Regions from separate parts of the Ovis aries genome. Here region 1 is linked to region 2. The links are chromatin contacts, called in public Hi-C maps. All regions are on one chromosome and are shown on one strand. The core of a region is the stretch at or near the end of the contact, and the rest is flanking DNA. Distances in the headings are between cores, read along the strand shown.

Region 1 (3,343 bases), core at 426-2,925, 270 kb after region 2:
TCAACAGTCAGAAAAACTTTCAACCAGTAAATTGGAGTGTCGGGGGCAGAGAATACTGTGCAGGAAGGAGCTGGATAAGCACAGTTACAGAAGCAGCAGGCAGAAAGCAAGATTGGCCATTTGGACAGAGGTAGGAGATCCAACCAGTCCATTCTGAAGGAGATCAGCCCTGGGATTTCTTTGGAGGGAATGATGCTGAAGCTGAAACTCCAGTAATTTGGCCACCTCATGCAAAAAGCTGACTCATTGGAAAAGACTCTGATGCTGGGAGGGGTTGGGGGCAGGAGGAGAAGGGGACGACACAGGATGAGATGGCTGGATGGCATCACTGACTCGATGGATGTGAGTGTGAGTGAACTCCGGGAGTTGGTGATGGACAGGGAGGCCTGGGGTGCTGTGATTCATGGGGTGGCAAAGAGTCGGACATGACTGAGTGACTGAACTGAACTGAACTGAGGGTTCCCAAGGGGATCAAATAGAAGATTGACTGTGAGGAAGAGGCCATATTTCACACCCAGGGTAAATTATTTTGAAATGTATTCTGCCAGCAACGGTCTACTCTGGTTTTACCAGGAAGTGATCAGAGCAATTATTTTTTAATAGACATATGTGTCCCTTTCTACCAAAATGGAATGGAGTAGGAGGAAACTGAAGGCATCACCAATCCCCAACGGGGTTGAGTTTGTTTATCTGTGACAACTGGTATTTCACTATATTAGACGGCAGGCTCAGGTTGACTCTTGGCCAAGCATAATCTCAGATGTTAGTGAGAGGTTCCATATGTCCAGTACCACAGGAATTACAGCTGCTCGACGATTTCCAAAGTCTGGAATTGCACACACGTGTCACAGTAACTGAGCCACACAGTCTTTCCTGCCTGCGGGTCTTTACTGAACTGCAGCTTCCATTTCTCGAATAAGAAAGAGGTTCCTTCCACCTGTTTGTCACATACCTTTCCATATTTACACTGCCAGAGAAATTATTGCAATCAATAAGGCTGATTAGTCTTTTTTGTCTTCCCCTGATCTTTAGCATCTGTGCTCCTAAAGTCAGTCTTGTATTAACACGGTATATTGATTTTGCATTTCTAAATGACAGCCCGGTTGCCGAACATTCCTCTCTTCAGCCCTTGCTCTTCCTGAAGGCTGATCCCAGACTCCCACGGCGTCACCCCGCCCATCCCCACGTTCCCCATCATTCGTAATCCGGCCTAGAACCTCCTCTATCTTTCTCTCACTCCTAGCCCTGTGAGGTCGGCCCTCTCCCCACAACCAAAGGGGTAACAGCAGCGGGACTCGACCGGCAGGGAGAGGTCCTCGGACCCTAGCACTCCCAAGTCCCTCCCTCCCTCTTCCTCCGGCTCCGCCGCTCCGGGAGCGCGCGCCGCCGCGGAAGCTGGGAACACGCGCACTCGGAAGGCCCTAGGGTTCAGATGCCGGGAGCGGTCGGCCCCGCCCTCGGCCCCGCCCTTATCTCCTTCCAGCCCCGCCCCCGATCCGTCTCCGGCGTAGCCTGTGCTCACGCTTCCCCGCCCGAGGCTCCGCCCCGCCCACCGCCGGCCTCGCCCTCCCAGGATTCGAGGCCCCGCCCATGCCCCGCCCCCGGCCGTTCCCGCCCCGCCCCCGGCCCGCGTCGCCGTCTCTCGCCCTCCCCGGGCCGCGCGGCCGGAGCTGGCACTGAGCACCGGCGGCCGCTGCAGCCTCGCGTTCTGGGCACGACAGCGCCCCGCCGGACACGGCGTCCCCGAGAGCGCCCGGCGCGCGCGGATCTGCCTTCCGCGGCCCCGGGCTGCCCGGGGGCGTCCGGCGCTCCCCGAGGGCGGGCGTGTCCCCGCGGCGCCGGGCGGGGCACGGGCGCGGGGCCTCAGCCTGTTGGAGCGCCGGGGGCGCCGGACTCGGGGGCTTCGGGAGCCCTGCAGGGGCCGGGCCGCCCGAGTCCCACGCAGAGCAGTGTTTTCCAACTCTCCGCCTGTGTCTAATCGGGCCCACCACCACCCGGAGACACCCCGTCCAGATCTGCCGAGGTAAGCGGACTTGGCTATTGAGGGGTCTCTTGTCCTCAGACCACTGCCAGGGGTCGGGGATGGGGAGCGGAGGATGGAGCTGGCATGTTCGTAGGAAACGAATCACAAAATGCAACAGGCGGAGCGGAGCAGGAAACTCCTAGCGTTCATGTTTCCCACAGAGAGGAGACTTGTCCAAGACTGAAACTTGGTGAGGTTCTTCGGAACCCAGACGGGCAGCCGCGAAGCTGCTCCTTGAGTCCGGGTTTGGGTCTGAGCTCCCTCTGGTGGCTTCTTGTAAGGATGGAAAACCAGGCTTTTCGGGAGGGAGACTGGAGCAGAACCGGCGTTCTTCGCTCCCACATATTGTCACGATTTCTCCTTAGACAAAAGTGACTGCGCTTAGTATTATAGTTCCTCTGGCAAAGACACCTTGAGCCCTTGAAAGCTAAACACTCATCGAGAATCATAAAATGTCCTTTCAACTTTGGGTTTTTTGTCTCTGAGTCTTCCGTGATCAAAACAAGAATGACAGCGGTACTCAATCTTCTCTTGACTGTATTTGAGTAAAAACATTTTAAATTACGAAAGCAAGCCACCGTTAAAATAAATACTCTTGGCAAAGTTACATCTTGTAGCCGCTTGTCTTCTACCACCATTGTTATCCTAATATGTGCCTTGAAAAGTATGAGAAAAGGAATCATTTCGTGTAATTTCAATTGTGTTAAAAAACAGATCTTATTGTCATTCCAAAATTTCTATCAGGAGATGGTAGAACGTTTAAATCTTCCATTTATGTCCCAGCATACCTGTAGCCTCAGAGAATTTGTTTTGTTTTGTCCCCCAGAACAAAATTTCTGTTTTGTTTTTCCAGTGTCATGAAAAAGGAACGGAAAAGAGACGTCACTGTTGGTGAAAGGGGAGTTTTCTTTCCCAGTTGGTGGTTACTTCATGATTGGAAAAGAAGTACCTAGGTGGTTGCAAAGATTAGATTTTCATAGTTGTACAGATGAAGCTGATAAAAGAAGATGAGAATGTGCTTTCTCAGATGGGTCATAATAGGCTGATGAGTAAGTAAGCCTGGACAAGACAGATTGGAAATGAGGGCAGGAGTCCGGAGTGTTTTAAAACCAAGTAGGACTTTGAACACTTGCTGAGGATGTTTTTCTCCCAAAAATGGAGGAAGAAAAAAAAATTCTCACAGCCAGAAGTGTAAAAAGCTGAGTGGAGTAACAACCCAGTCTGCTCCAAGGATTTCAGTACTTCATCAACTTCTTTGAGACCACACAGACAAAGGCATCAAAGCTGTATGATGATCTTATCACCAATGATGGTATCCTG
Region 2 (3,593 bases), core at 943-3,442:
ATTGGTTTATAAGTTGCGTGATATTAGGAAATGCATTTAATCTCACAGGAAATGGGAAAATATCCAAGGTTCATAAAGCAACAGATGAGGCTACTGTTCAAAACATGTGTGCTTGGCCAAGGGTATACGATAAATATGAAGTTCCTTTCCCTGTCCTTTTCCTTTCACACTTTTGCACATACTACTTTCAAATTTAAGATCAAGATATGTCTATTGTCTCTTTGAAGACTTTAACAACGATTCAACTTATCCATTTATGGACAGGGTTCAGTCCTCTTCTCTGGGATTCTTACAATCCTCAGTCAGATCCACAAAATGCCACTTCCTTGTTCTACTCAGCAGAATGTAAGGTTGGTGGCGGTTGGAGATCTTTTGTTTCTGCTTTGCTGTTGCTGTTTGTGTTTGTTGTTACTGTTGTCTGCTTTTGTTGTACCCTAAGAACCCAGCTGCTATTTCCCAGCTCCTATTAGGAGATGATAAATATTGTCTTCCAGTTCAAAGGAAAGCTTTGGTTTTTCGAGCCACGCTACCACTGTTTTGAGTGACAGAATTTCTATTCATTCATTCCATATCTTGTTCTACCAGGTTCATGTCAATATTTGCCTATAAACACTTTAATTAATTAAGTGCTCTTTACAAGGATACTGAAGTCAGTCCAAAAGCACAGCAGATGCTTCTATGTCTCTAGGAGATTCTGAAGGAATAGTAAAACGACAACCATCAGGGAAGGAAAAAATAAGAAAAGCAGCTTTAGTGCTAAATTTTGTTTTGTTAAAAAGTGACTATTCATATCCAGCCTATCTAGAGGTTAAGAAACTATATTAATCCTGATAAATAAGTGTTTAAAATGGGTGTAAATAATAAATAGTCAGTAAATTAAGGGAAAATATCACTTGTTTCAGAGTTTCTTACCTATTTAAACATTTTAATAACACAGAGCTCACACACACATGTGCTCACACACACATTTTATTTTGGTAAATGTGACTTCTGATTATCCTTCTTTCACTGGCTAGCTATGTGATTTTTGGCACACTGCTAGATCTATGGACTTATCAATCCTCTTCTTTCTAAAATAGGATTAAATATCCCTATTTTTCCAGATTGTTGGGAGGAATACATACGACACACTTAGGTAATGTTACTGTTCCCCAGTAAACATTTTCAAGGAAAACTGGCCCACATTCTGGGTCATTACCTGTCGATTCAGTAACTCGAGTCAATATTTTATATCTGAAGCTACTTTGTGTTATCCTCCTGACATACTCCCTACAAATTATCCATTGAATTGATTGGTGCACATTTGTTAGTGCTTTTGTTGTTAACTAAAGTGTTTTTTAATCATTCTGGAGGTAACAGTTTCTGTGTTTCTTCTGTAAAGGGTTTCTCTACACTTTCACTCACAGGCATCATTAGCTCCATCAAAGTGCATCACATAGATAAATTCAGATTTACCGACTCTTAATTTCACTGGAACCCATGTCCTGAGCCTTCTCTTCAAATATAGATTTCAGTTGATAAACAAGTTTATGCCCTAGGCACCTGATGATATAGCTCTCAACTTTTCAGGGGATATCAAACTAATTTTATTTTTTTCTTTCACATCAACTATGTCTTGTCCTTTGTTTTTGTGATCACTTCCCATTTTTCCATGTGTCACAGAGACTTAACTAAAGCCTCTGTTTCAACCAAGGGGTAAAACTTGTGTTAACTGTCACCAATATGGTCCTTGCCAATGCTTCCTTCCTGGTCCCTTCCCAGCCATAGGAGTAGGTTTAGATTATTAGATTATTAAATGTTTAGATCATGACCTCCTCCACCAGGTAGGAAAGAAGCTGTAACTGTTATCATCCATAGACAGTTGAGGAATGAAAATAACTGCTTCAGATTGTAAGAAGAATTTGGGCAGTTATTTTTAAAGGTATCGCAATTGTATAATATTAAACACCAGTCCCTTCTCTGGAACTTATTAATGCAACCAGGTCCCTGAACAACTATAAAATCAGTCAGAGAAAATGAAATATTTGTAAAAGTAGAGAAATTTATGTAAGTTCCACAATAACCCTACCCTTTCTTCCCTACTTCCCCCACAATATTTCAATAGTAGATGCAACCACAACATTCCTTTGCCTCTATGCTTACTGTTTCGACATGCATCCCTGCAGTCATCAGTCATTCCTTTAGACACTTACTCTCAATTTTGTAAGTACATATTTTAGTAACTCTTCCCAACTTTCAAACAATCCACTACTTGGTATACAGTAAGATATGCAATTCCTTATATAAGATGTTTTTTAGCCAACGTTATCCTGCACCTGCAGGAAAATAGATTTCTTAGCTGATGATAGTTAAACAGGAATTCCAAAATAAAATATTTTCTGAATTAATCATGTAGTAGGTTTAGAGACATCTGCTTCTGTCTCTGGGGATGCAAATTAGGTCCAGAATGAGTCTTGATTCCAGTGAAAACTCATGGGTATGCACTCAGAGCTGTGGGTAACGGACCTATGTAATCCACTTGACCACACTATGGATGAGTCCCAATTTTTATGGGATGTCTCATGATGGATTTTAGTGTCTGACATTCCTGTCGAGAAGCATACCAATTTTAGTCAATTTTCTAGCTTTTGAGGGACACAGTAGGAAATGATCTTTTTCTGTCCGTGTATGTTGCTTCCCTTTTTCTGTTAGTGCTCATTTTACGTCCTCAGAATGCTGATTTCAAAGAGCTGATGAGGACACTACTTGTTGCAACCAGACCTTTCCATATTCAGAAGGAGAATTTCCTCCCCATATGCCCAACTTAAATTTTCCTCTATGTTCATAACAACTTCCACACCATAGCATTTTCTACAAACATGTCCTTTAACCTTTAACCATTCAGAGTTCATTTTTCAGACCACATGACCAATCCAATGCCTACTGAAAAATAATCGTTACAGGTCAATGCTTTAGTATTTCTGTGTGCGCACGCACCTATGCATGCAGGCTCAGTCACGTCTCTTTGCGACCCCATGGACTGTAGCCCACTAGGATCCTCTGTCCATGGAATTCTCCAGGTGAAAATACTCGTGTGGGTTGCCATTTCCTCCTCCGTGTGTGCTTCCTGACCCAGGGATCCAAACTTTGTCTCTTGCATCTGCTGCGTTGACAGGTGGACTGTTTACCACTGCATATTTTATGTCCTCAGATATTTCAAGAACACTGTTATTAATTCTACCCATCAAGGAAATTTATCTTTTCTTTTTCTAATTGAAAAGGTGAGGTGAGGATCACTGACATTTCTAATAACACCATCTACACAATGTCATTGTGAGAAACCAAAGAGGTCAACTGAGCATGGAGCTCCAGTATGAGCTGCTGCTGTTCAGAGCTTGTACTACTGTCAGAGTTCCTGCAACAAAATGCCAGAGTGGATGGCTTAAAATGACATAAATGCATCGTCACATAGTTTTGGAGGCTAGAATTCTGAAACCCTCAGATCCACCCCCTCTCTGAAACCTTGCTCTCCTCTTCCTGGCTTCTGGTGGTTTCCCAGCAATGATCGTCACTCCTAGACTTGCAGATGCAAAATCCTTTCCCTGCCTCTGTCG

What was found. Hi-C and Micro-C count contacts between places; a contact is called where the count stands out from the background.
Region 1: a contact with region 2 is called in a Hi-C map of skin fibroblasts, with 2.6 times the contacts expected there. The contact joins the promoter of DSEL here to the enhancer-like site in region 2. A contact is called at or near these places in 2 of 16 Hi-C or Micro-C datasets (skin fibroblasts and tail adipose tissue).

What each region holds. Positions count from the first base shown.
Region 1 is chr23:9,693,592-9,696,934 of ARS-UI_Ramb_v3.0, forward strand. DSEL (dermatan sulfate epimerase like) reads left to right here and starts at 1,676. Exons shown (of 3, transcript XM_004020404.6): 1 at 1,676-2,023; 2 at 2,877-3,343.
Region 2 is chr23:9,426,844-9,430,436 of ARS-UI_Ramb_v3.0, forward strand. No RefSeq gene overlaps it. Among named protein-coding and RNA genes, the nearest start is that of DSEL, 270 kb to the right of the region's middle. Within about 2 kb of position 2,193, at least 1 of the 54 cell types and tissues checked has an H3K27ac peak or open chromatin away from gene starts, as enhancers often do.